Linked DNA regions of Mus musculus: all the other regions are linked to region 2. Evidence: chromatin contacts called from public Hi-C and HiChIP or PLAC-seq data. All regions are on one chromosome and are shown on one strand. The core of a region is the stretch at or near the end of the contact, and the rest is flanking DNA. Distances in the headings are between cores, read along the strand shown.

The links. A called contact is a pair of places that touch in the nucleus more often than the background predicts. HiChIP or PLAC-seq counts read pairs in DNA pulled down with a chosen protein or histone mark.
Region 1: an H3K27ac HiChIP or PLAC-seq map of heart atrium shows a contact between it and region 2, with 2.2 times the contacts expected there. The contact joins the enhancer-like site here to the promoter of Pde3a in region 2. A contact is called at or near these places in 3 of 39 promoter capture datasets (liver and maxillary cranial neural crest), 10 of 484 Hi-C or Micro-C datasets (cortical neurons, embryonic fibroblasts, liver and 4 more), 1 of 115 datasets of contacts at active chromatin or transcription factors (heart atrium) and 1 of 9 other capture datasets (liver).
Region 3: a Hi-C map of uterus shows a contact between it and region 2, with 3 times the contacts expected there. The contact joins the enhancer-like site here to the promoter of Pde3a in region 2. A contact is called at or near these places in 1 of 39 promoter capture datasets (neural stem cells), 4 of 484 Hi-C or Micro-C datasets (brain, tail fibroblasts and uterus) and 2 of 115 datasets of contacts at active chromatin or transcription factors (heart atrium and neural progenitor cells).

Annotation. Positions count from the first base shown.
Region 1 is chr6:141,380,382-141,383,081 of GRCm38.p6, forward strand. The region is part of intron 1 of Pde3a (phosphodiesterase 3A, cGMP inhibited); the gene reads left to right. Among named protein-coding and RNA genes, the nearest start is that of Gm10400, 41 kb to the left of the region's middle. Within about 2 kb of position 1,355, at least 53 of the 459 cell types and tissues checked have an H3K27ac peak or open chromatin away from gene starts, as enhancers often do. A contact at or near this core is called in heart atrium, muscle stem cells and uterus, where this site is marked.
Region 2 is chr6:141,247,933-141,250,632 of GRCm38.p6, forward strand. Pde3a (phosphodiesterase 3A, cGMP inhibited) reads left to right here and starts at 1,337. Exons shown (of 16, transcript NM_018779.2): 1 at 1,337-2,611. The coding sequence starts at 1,658. Gm28523 (a long non-coding RNA gene) reads right to left here. Exons shown (of 2, transcript XR_378118.4): 1 at 1,245-2,700.
Region 3 is chr6:141,090,594-141,093,364 of GRCm38.p6, forward strand. No RefSeq gene overlaps it. Among named protein-coding and RNA genes, the nearest start is that of Gm30524, 140 kb to the left of the region's middle. Within about 2 kb of position 1,383, at least 9 of the 459 cell types and tissues checked have an H3K27ac peak or open chromatin away from gene starts, as enhancers often do. A contact at or near this core is called in heart atrium and uterus, where this site is marked.

The DNA of each region.
Region 1 (2,700 bases), core at 105-2,604, 130 kb after region 2:
CATAGCTAACTTTCCTTTCTCCTCTCAACTGGTACAAAAATAATTCCTTGGCATTTCTGTAAGGATGGAGACATTGCAATGTAGTCAACATGTGCAGTTTCGAGCTTCTTATACTTTGGCTTATGCCCGTAGCAGGAATCTTCACCTCTTATGTCCTGGGCCTCTCCCATCTTCCTCTGGCTGCAAGGTCTCTGTGAGCAACTCTGTTGGGTCTCATCTAGAGGCTTTGAGGCTTTCTTTGACCAGCCAGTATTCTTTCTTTCTTATTGAGATGGCTTTGTATTTTTCTTTTTACAAATTACATTTATTTATTGAAAAGGTTCCTACATGTATACAAGGTGTTTTGATCTTAGTTGCTGTTCCCTACCGTCTCTGCCCAAATCCCTCTCTCCCACTAGGAATCACCATCCTTTTCCCCTCCTGTCTTGCCTACATTGAAATTTTCTGAAAGTTCATCTGTGCATAAGTTTCCATACTGTAACCAGGAACTTAAAAGTCACTGGAAAATTGGCATTCATATCAAATGAGTTTGTTGTGATGAAAGCAAGACAACAGAGGGAATTGAATAACGGCCTGTGTACCGAGCCTTCTGGACCTCTAAGCATCTGGAAGAACAGCCTAAGGCTCTGCAGATGATCTAAAACCCACTTAATAGGTTTATAATGAGGCATGTGGTTCTTGTGGGAGTAGAGGCGGCTCAGGAAACGCTATCGTCCACTCTGCTTTTGAAAACATTTAATGCCATTTACTGTAGCACTGTTCTTCAAGTGATTTCATGCTCAGCTTTACTGACTCGTATTTTATGTCAGCTTGAGTTTGTATTAATAGGACGAGATTCGGCACTGCTGCCTCTGAGGCTCTCCGCGAAGCCAGCCGCAGAGCTCTCGAGATGTACTCACATATTAATCTAACTAGGAAACATTTTCTTTGTGTTTTTACCAGGATGGATACGATGGCGGGTGCATAATTAAATACCAAACGTTTGCAAAGATGCATGTTTTACTGTTTTACCCTTTCTGATTAGATAGCCAGGAGGGTTAGCTGAGTGTTTCTAATCTTATATTTGCTGATAATGTTTACATAACCTCATGCTTGTCCCTGCCCTCTCTTTCCTTCTCTTAGTAATGAAAACATTGCTTCTGGCATTAGGCGGGGGCCAGATAAATAGAGGCTGTGAGCACTGTGCAGTATTCCTTTCCATCCCCGTCAGTCCTCCCCTCTCCAACTCTGCCTTTCTTGGCATCTTTCTGTTCTCTGTTTGTCAGAGTTCTCACTGTGACGTAAAGGCCTCGCAGAGAGTGACCCCCGAGGCAAACCTGTAAAACATTATACAACTCGAGTCAAGGCTCCTCTTAGCACTGCAGCTGGCCCAGCACTGACATATGGCAGCAAGCATATTTTAAAAAGAAGACATGGCTTGACAAAGAACATAGTCTCTTGCAGAAAGGTTTACGCTGGCACTCCTTGCTGTTTATAATACCCGATGCCAGGGGCAAGACTCCTTTCCTCCCATTATATCATTATTTTACTGTTTAAGCCCATCACTTCATATGGGAGATGGCTGACTAAAATGTAGAAGCAGACATTTTGTGTTTGTGTGTGTAACTTTAAAGTGAAAAAAGTCTACAGTCACAATATTTTTCAGATTCTACCCGGCCAGCTGGTGGTGTTCTGGCGTCTGATGGGAAGGGAGGGTGTCTGTGAGGACAGACCCATGCTCTAGAGCAGGACTTGAAAAATAGGACATACCTGAGCTATTCCCCCACACTTCAGAGCACCTCTGCTTCCACTCCATTCCTACCTTTGAAACCCAGCATCTGGCTTCATGGAGGATATGGGAGCGTTCTGTGGTTTGAATGGCACGGATAATGGTGGTGAATAGTGCACTATGGTGCACACTTATAGTGGCATTTGGGTTGTTGGCCCTGGATCAGTAGTGACTCCTTGGATCAGAGTCATAGTCAACCACACAGAAGATCTAGAAGCCAACCAGGATTAGTGAATTAGAATCCCATTTACTGCTATAGGGATTCTCTGTTTCCATTTAAACGACTCCTTCTTTTGTGATTGATGTTTTAGTGTTTGAGATGCCGATATGTCCGTTATCTTTCTGGGTCCTGCTGTATCTGTAGTAATTTAATAATGAGACATTGCTCGTTAAGGTACATTGATAGATACAAGCCAATTTACAACTGAGGCCACAGAGGAAGGAAAAGATATCTGACCTCCCTAAACTCATTTTTATGGTAGTGCAACCGGAGCTGGGATTTTAACATCCCACAAACTGATGCTAACAACACATTTGTGAACACTATGATAGAACAAACCGAGTGGAACCCGAGGTGTGCTTTTATAGAAGGAACTGCTGTGAACTCCACAGCTTTGGAATTGATCTGGCTGGGGTGAACAGGAGTGAAGAAATGACAGGCACCCATACAGAGCAGAAGGGATGGTGTGAGCTATGGACTGTGATGGAGACACAGCAGCAGCAGTCAGGAAACTCAGTGCATGTATCAGCTACAGCATCAGGGAGGAGGTGGGGTGAGACGTCTCTGAAGAGATGTGGTCTCAGGTTGTAGTCAACATCCTGGATGAGGAAGCTGCAGTTGATACTGCACACACTGCCTTTAGTGAAAGGTTAATTATTTGTCAGCATCTGTACTCTGAGGGGGGTAGGCATTGTCATTCTGAGCCTGACTC
Region 2 (2,700 bases), core at 87-2,586:
TACACAAATAATTAAAATGTAGCTTTAAAAGATGGGCGTGGCTTCTCTGTGGCAAACAGACCTTCCACCTGGAGCAGAGTGTGAATGAGCCTTTGAGATGGGTTTCCAGCTATCCTGAGGGAGGGCACACTCTCATGCCCAGGATCTTCTCCTGGTTAAAAGCTCAGACAGAAGTGCCATTTTTCAAGAACATGAGCTAGCATGCAAGCTTTCATCCCTCAGAGCCATCCACAAATCCCAGCATCAGGGCTGCCAGGACCACCCCCACCCACCCCCTCTCTTTAGCTGGTAGGACCCATCTCTAGAAATGGAGTAGTCCAGCCCTGAGCAATAACTGCCATGCTTGAGCCTAGGGAGTTCCTAGGGAGTTCCCTTAAAACCCAGCAAGAGGCAGAACTGTGGCCCCTGCAGAGGCCTCTCTTGGAGTTTTAAGCACTCAGTTCCACTGTTTTCTCCCTTGCAAAAACAGCAGCCACCATGCATCAAAAGGAAAGATGATTATTTAAAGAAAAACAAGAAAAGGGCCTCACTTTCTTCCTGTTCCTACCGGTTACTCACCAGCTCACGGATCTCCCTCCTCCTCTCTGATACTGCAGCCTCTCCTCACACTGTGTTCTTGGGTGAAACTTAGCAACTTCTGCAATAGGTCTCAGTTCTTCTCTCTCTCCTTCCTTCCTCTCTCCCTTCCTTCCTTCCTTCCTTCCTTCCTTCCTTCCTTCCTTTCCTCCCTCCCCCTCTCTTCTCTCTCTCTCTCTCTCTCTCTCTCTCTCTCTCTCTCTCTCTCTCTCTCTCTCTCTCTCTCTCCTTCCTTCCTTCCTTCCTTCTTCCCTTTCATCCTACTTTTTGTCATGAACTGGGTAGAGAGGCTGGAAGGCTCTGCTTCCTACCTCTGCAAAACAAGGGGTCTGCATCCTGGGGCATCGCCCAAGCTCGGGGTGGGGGTGGGGTGAGGTCCGCCAAGGAGAGCAAGCGGGCGAGAGAGAGGAGAGATAAAGAGGAAAATTGGGAGAGGTAAAGAAAGAAAGGGGGAGGGGGAAAAAGGGGAGGAGGGAGAGGGAAGAGTCGGAGGGAGTGGGGAGACGGAGGGGGAGGGAGGGAGGGAGGGAGAGAGAGGGGAGAGAGAGAGAGAGAGAGAGAGAGAGAGAGAGAGAGAGAGAGAGAGAGAGAGAGAGAGAATGAATAAGAGAATATGCTGCGGGGGGGGGGGGAGTGAGGGAAGGGGGAAGGGGAGGTCAGACACCTACCGTCCCTGAACGCCCAAGGATGGCCTGAGCTCGCCCAGTGCCCCAGCCTGCCTCAGCATCAGCGGTCCCTGAGCACTCAGTGAGTTGAGCAAGTGTTAAAATCCCGAAGTAGGAAGAGACCCCGCAGGGTATAAACTCTGGCTGAGGGTGGAGCGGAGGACTTTTAAGAGAGAAAGGAAAGGAGAGAGGGAGAGGGAGAGGGAGAGAGAGAGAGAGAAAGAGAAAAGGAGAGGAGTGGGGGTTGAAAATTCCAAGGCTGATCCTGCTAGCTGCCAACTTGAAGTCTTCAGCTCGCACTCTTGAGTTCTCTGCAAGGCTGAAACTTCGCGTAGATCCGGAAGAAGTGATTCCGAGAGTGGGCTCGAGAAGAGCGCGGACGCGCGAGTGGGACGGGTGGGGGTTGTCCGCAGAGCATGGCAGTGCGGGGCGAGGCCGCCCAAGACCTAGCCAAGCCGGGCCTCGGAGGGGCGAGTCCCGCCCGTGTGGCAAGAGGGAACCACCGCCATCGTGGCGAGTCCTCTCCATCCCCTCGGGGCTCCGGCTGTTGTTGGAGAGCCCTGGCGCTGCAGCCGCTCCGGCGCTCGCCTCAACTCTCCTCGGCGCTGTGCGCGGGCTCCCTGTCCGTGCTGCTGGCGCTGCTGGTGAGGCTGGTCGGCGGGGAGGTCGGAGGCGAGCTGGAGAAGAGTCAGGAGGCGGCGGCCGAGGAGGAGGAGGAGGAAGGAGCCCGAGGGGGCGTCTTCCCGGGCCCTCGGGGAGGTGCTCCCGGGGGCGGCGCGCAGCTCAGCCCTTGGCTGCAGCCGGCCGCGCTGCTCTTCAGTCTCCTGTGCGCCTTCTTCTGGATGGGCTTGTGCCTGCTGCGCGCCGGGGTGCGCCTGCCTCTGGCCGTCGCGCTGTTGGCCGCCTGCTGCGCCGGGGAAGCGCTGGTGCAGCTCTCCTTGGGCGTGGGGGACGGTCGCCTGCTGTCGCTGCCCGCCGCGGGGGTCCTGCTCAGCTGCCTAGGTGGCGCGACATGGCTGGTGCTGAGGCTGAGGCTGGGCGTCCTCATGGTCGCCTGGACTAGCGTGCTTAGGACGGTGGCCCTGGTTTCTCTGGAGAGGTTCAAGGTCGCCTGGAGACCTTACCTGGCATACTTGGCGGCCGTGCTTGGGCTGCTGCTGGCCAGGTACGCCGAGCAGATCCTGCCGCAGTGCTCCGGGCCGGCTCCGCCCAGGGAGCGGTTTGGGTCCCAGTTGAGCGCGAGGACCAAGGAAGAGATTCCGGGGTGGAAGAGGAGGAGGCGGTCCAGCTCGGTGGTGGCCGGCGAGATGTCCGGCTGCAGTGGCAAGTCTCACCGGAGGACCTCCCTGCCCTGCATACCCAGGGAGCAGGTAAGCTGGGGCTGCGCCTTTGGGGTTGCTCCTGGGAAACTTGAAACAGTCAAAGTGCAGGGAGTGGGGCGCAAGCGGCCGGGAAGCCA
Region 3 (2,771 bases), core at 133-2,632, 160 kb before region 2:
GTGCATGTGGGGATCAGGGCATCTCTGAGTTGTCCACCTTTTTTATTTCTGAGCAAGGGCCTCTCTCTCACACTGATCCAGGATTCACCAAGTAGACTAGGCTCACTAGCTTGGACTTCAGGGATGCACCTGTCTCCATCCCCCCCAGTGCTGGGTGACAAGTGTGAGTCACCACATCTGGGTTTTCTTTTTTAAATACCTGGGTTCTGTGGTTAGTACTGAAGTCCTCGTGCTTGCAAGGCAAGTACTTTAAAAACTGTGCTATCCCCACAGTCTTGATCTATGGTTTAAAAATATTTTTAACTTGTTGTACAGCCTGAAACTATAAATATGACACATGTCCTTAGATGAAGACATGCTGATGGAGAAAACACAGAGATTTGCCAAGAACAACAAGAAATTGGAAAAATCTCATTCTTAAATATTTTGTTGCCCTTTTACTGTGGAACCATAACAGACAAGGAAGGAAAAAAAAAAAAGGCCCAAAGCAAAACAAGGCTCTGTTTTACCCATCTCTACCTGACAAAGCCAACATTTAACATAAGCCAAAATGTAGGAATTTGTTCTCAAAGTGTGAGTCAGGAGAAACCAGGTGGTGGGTTCCTTATCAAGTATGCAGTGGCCAGATAAAACCTGATTGGAGATAGACCCATTTTAATTGGAGCAGGCCCCTGAGGAAAAAGACAGACGTCAGCAAGCAGCTCTCTGGATAAACAGTGGCTGGAGAATCGTGTAGTAATCCCATTCCTATTTCATTAATTCTCCTTAAAAATAAACTTACCCTGTATTCTCTGGAAACAAGAATCTCAGCCCCTGTGCTTTCAAGGGAAGTGGATGTGTATGTTATGAATTCATTGTCTGGACGTCTGGAAAATGTTACTGAGTTGGGTAGGCGTTTATCAATCTCTGCAGCCACAGGGAAGGAGCCCAAGGTCCGCTGTGCTTGAAGGAAAGGTTTCCCAGGGAAGAGATCTAATATCAGCTGCCGCGATCATCACTCACTTGCTGTGAGCAGAGCAGAAAGCCCAGGATCATGTGGATCTTTTCATATCTGTTGAATGACTGCAAAGTTTTGAAACACGAGTAAAGCATGCTGTTAATTGGGCTGTATGTGTGGTGCCTTTTTAGCTGTTATTTATCCACAGCATCTGGTCCTTGGCTGTCATCCCACGTAGTCAGGCACAACATCATCCATCATCGCTTAATCTCGTGTTTCAGAAAGCACGGCCCATTTCTGATACGAAGCATCAGACACTTTGAAGTTATGTTCATGCACTCACGTCAGAAATCCATGAATTATCAAGGAATGAAAGTGGGGGCCAATGAGATGGCTCAGTGGGCAAAGGAGTGGCCAATGAGATGTCTTAGCAGGCAAAGGCAGGGCCAATGAGCTGTTTCAGCGGCAAAGGAGTGGCCAATGAGATGTCTCAGCAGACAAAGGCAGGGCCAATGAGATGTCTCAGCAGGCAAAGGTGGGGCCAATGAGCTGTTTCAGAGGCAAAGGTGGGGCCAAAGAGATGTCTCAGCAGGCAAAGGCACTGTGTAAGCTTGCCCACCCGAGTTTGATCCCTGGTCCCTCAGTGGAACTGAGTTTCCAGAGTTGTCCTCTGACCTCCACACACATTGTGCCACATGTTTACTTGAAACCCCCTCCCCATATCATGCACATATATAATAATGCTAAAATTTAAAAGTAAAAAAATAAATTATCATTTCCCTTTGTTTCACTCTGCCAAGGTTTCCTCCTCTCCTTGATCTACATGATAAAAGCTGTGACTCTGTCACAAAACGTGTAAGAATGGATGGGTTATATGCTCATGTCTTTAGGTTGAATTAGATCATATAATACTCTATATTTATATATTTTTGAGCTATCTTAAAAAGGAGACTGCAAATCTTCATTTGTTATTAAAAGTCAATAATCTGCCACCCATCGCTGCAAAATTATGCTTTTCTACTAGTCGATATTAAAGATTAGAATTATTTTATTTTATGTGTTCTGCTTCTCTGCATGTGTGTCCACAGGGTGAGTGCTGGCACCTGTCCTGATCAGATCCTGACACGGGAGTTATAGGTGGTTGTGAGCCTCTATGTGGGTGCTGGGATAGAGCCAGGCTGATCTGCAAGAGCAACAACTGCTCTTATATGCCTGATACATCTCTCCAGCTGCTAGTTGATTTCTTTAAACCAGGTGGCTCTGCTTGTGGAGTTAGGTTCTTAAATAGTATCTCATAATACATTATTCAAAATAAGATCTGAGATGTGTCAGTTTCTCATTTGGAAGTTAAGTGGCTTCACTCCCCACGCCTAAGCATCCTTTTGAACACACATTCTAGCTGAGACCCCTTGTAGGCTGTGTTCTTCATTCCCAACCAAGAATCCAGCCAAAATACAAATAACCAATAACTGGTATCGTTAGAGTATCATGCATATATAAAAAAATGCAAGAGACATTTCAATGGCGAAGAAATATGTTAACCTTGACTTTACAGTTTAACAAATAAGAAAATGAGTTTGGTAGTATCTGGGGCCGTGAAATAGTCGTGTATCTCTGGACACAGATTCTCAAAATCTTATTTCCTGGAAGGGAACTTATGAAGGCTAGTGGTAAGTTGCCTTGCTCCCGAAACTGTTCATTATGTTAAACAATTTACATATATGAAATATTTTGCAAAGTCAGAGGCAGAACTTAGGTTTTGATATACATGTGAGGCAAGCATTTTGTCACAGAGCTGTATTCTAAACCTTGGAAACAGGTTAAAATGCAGACA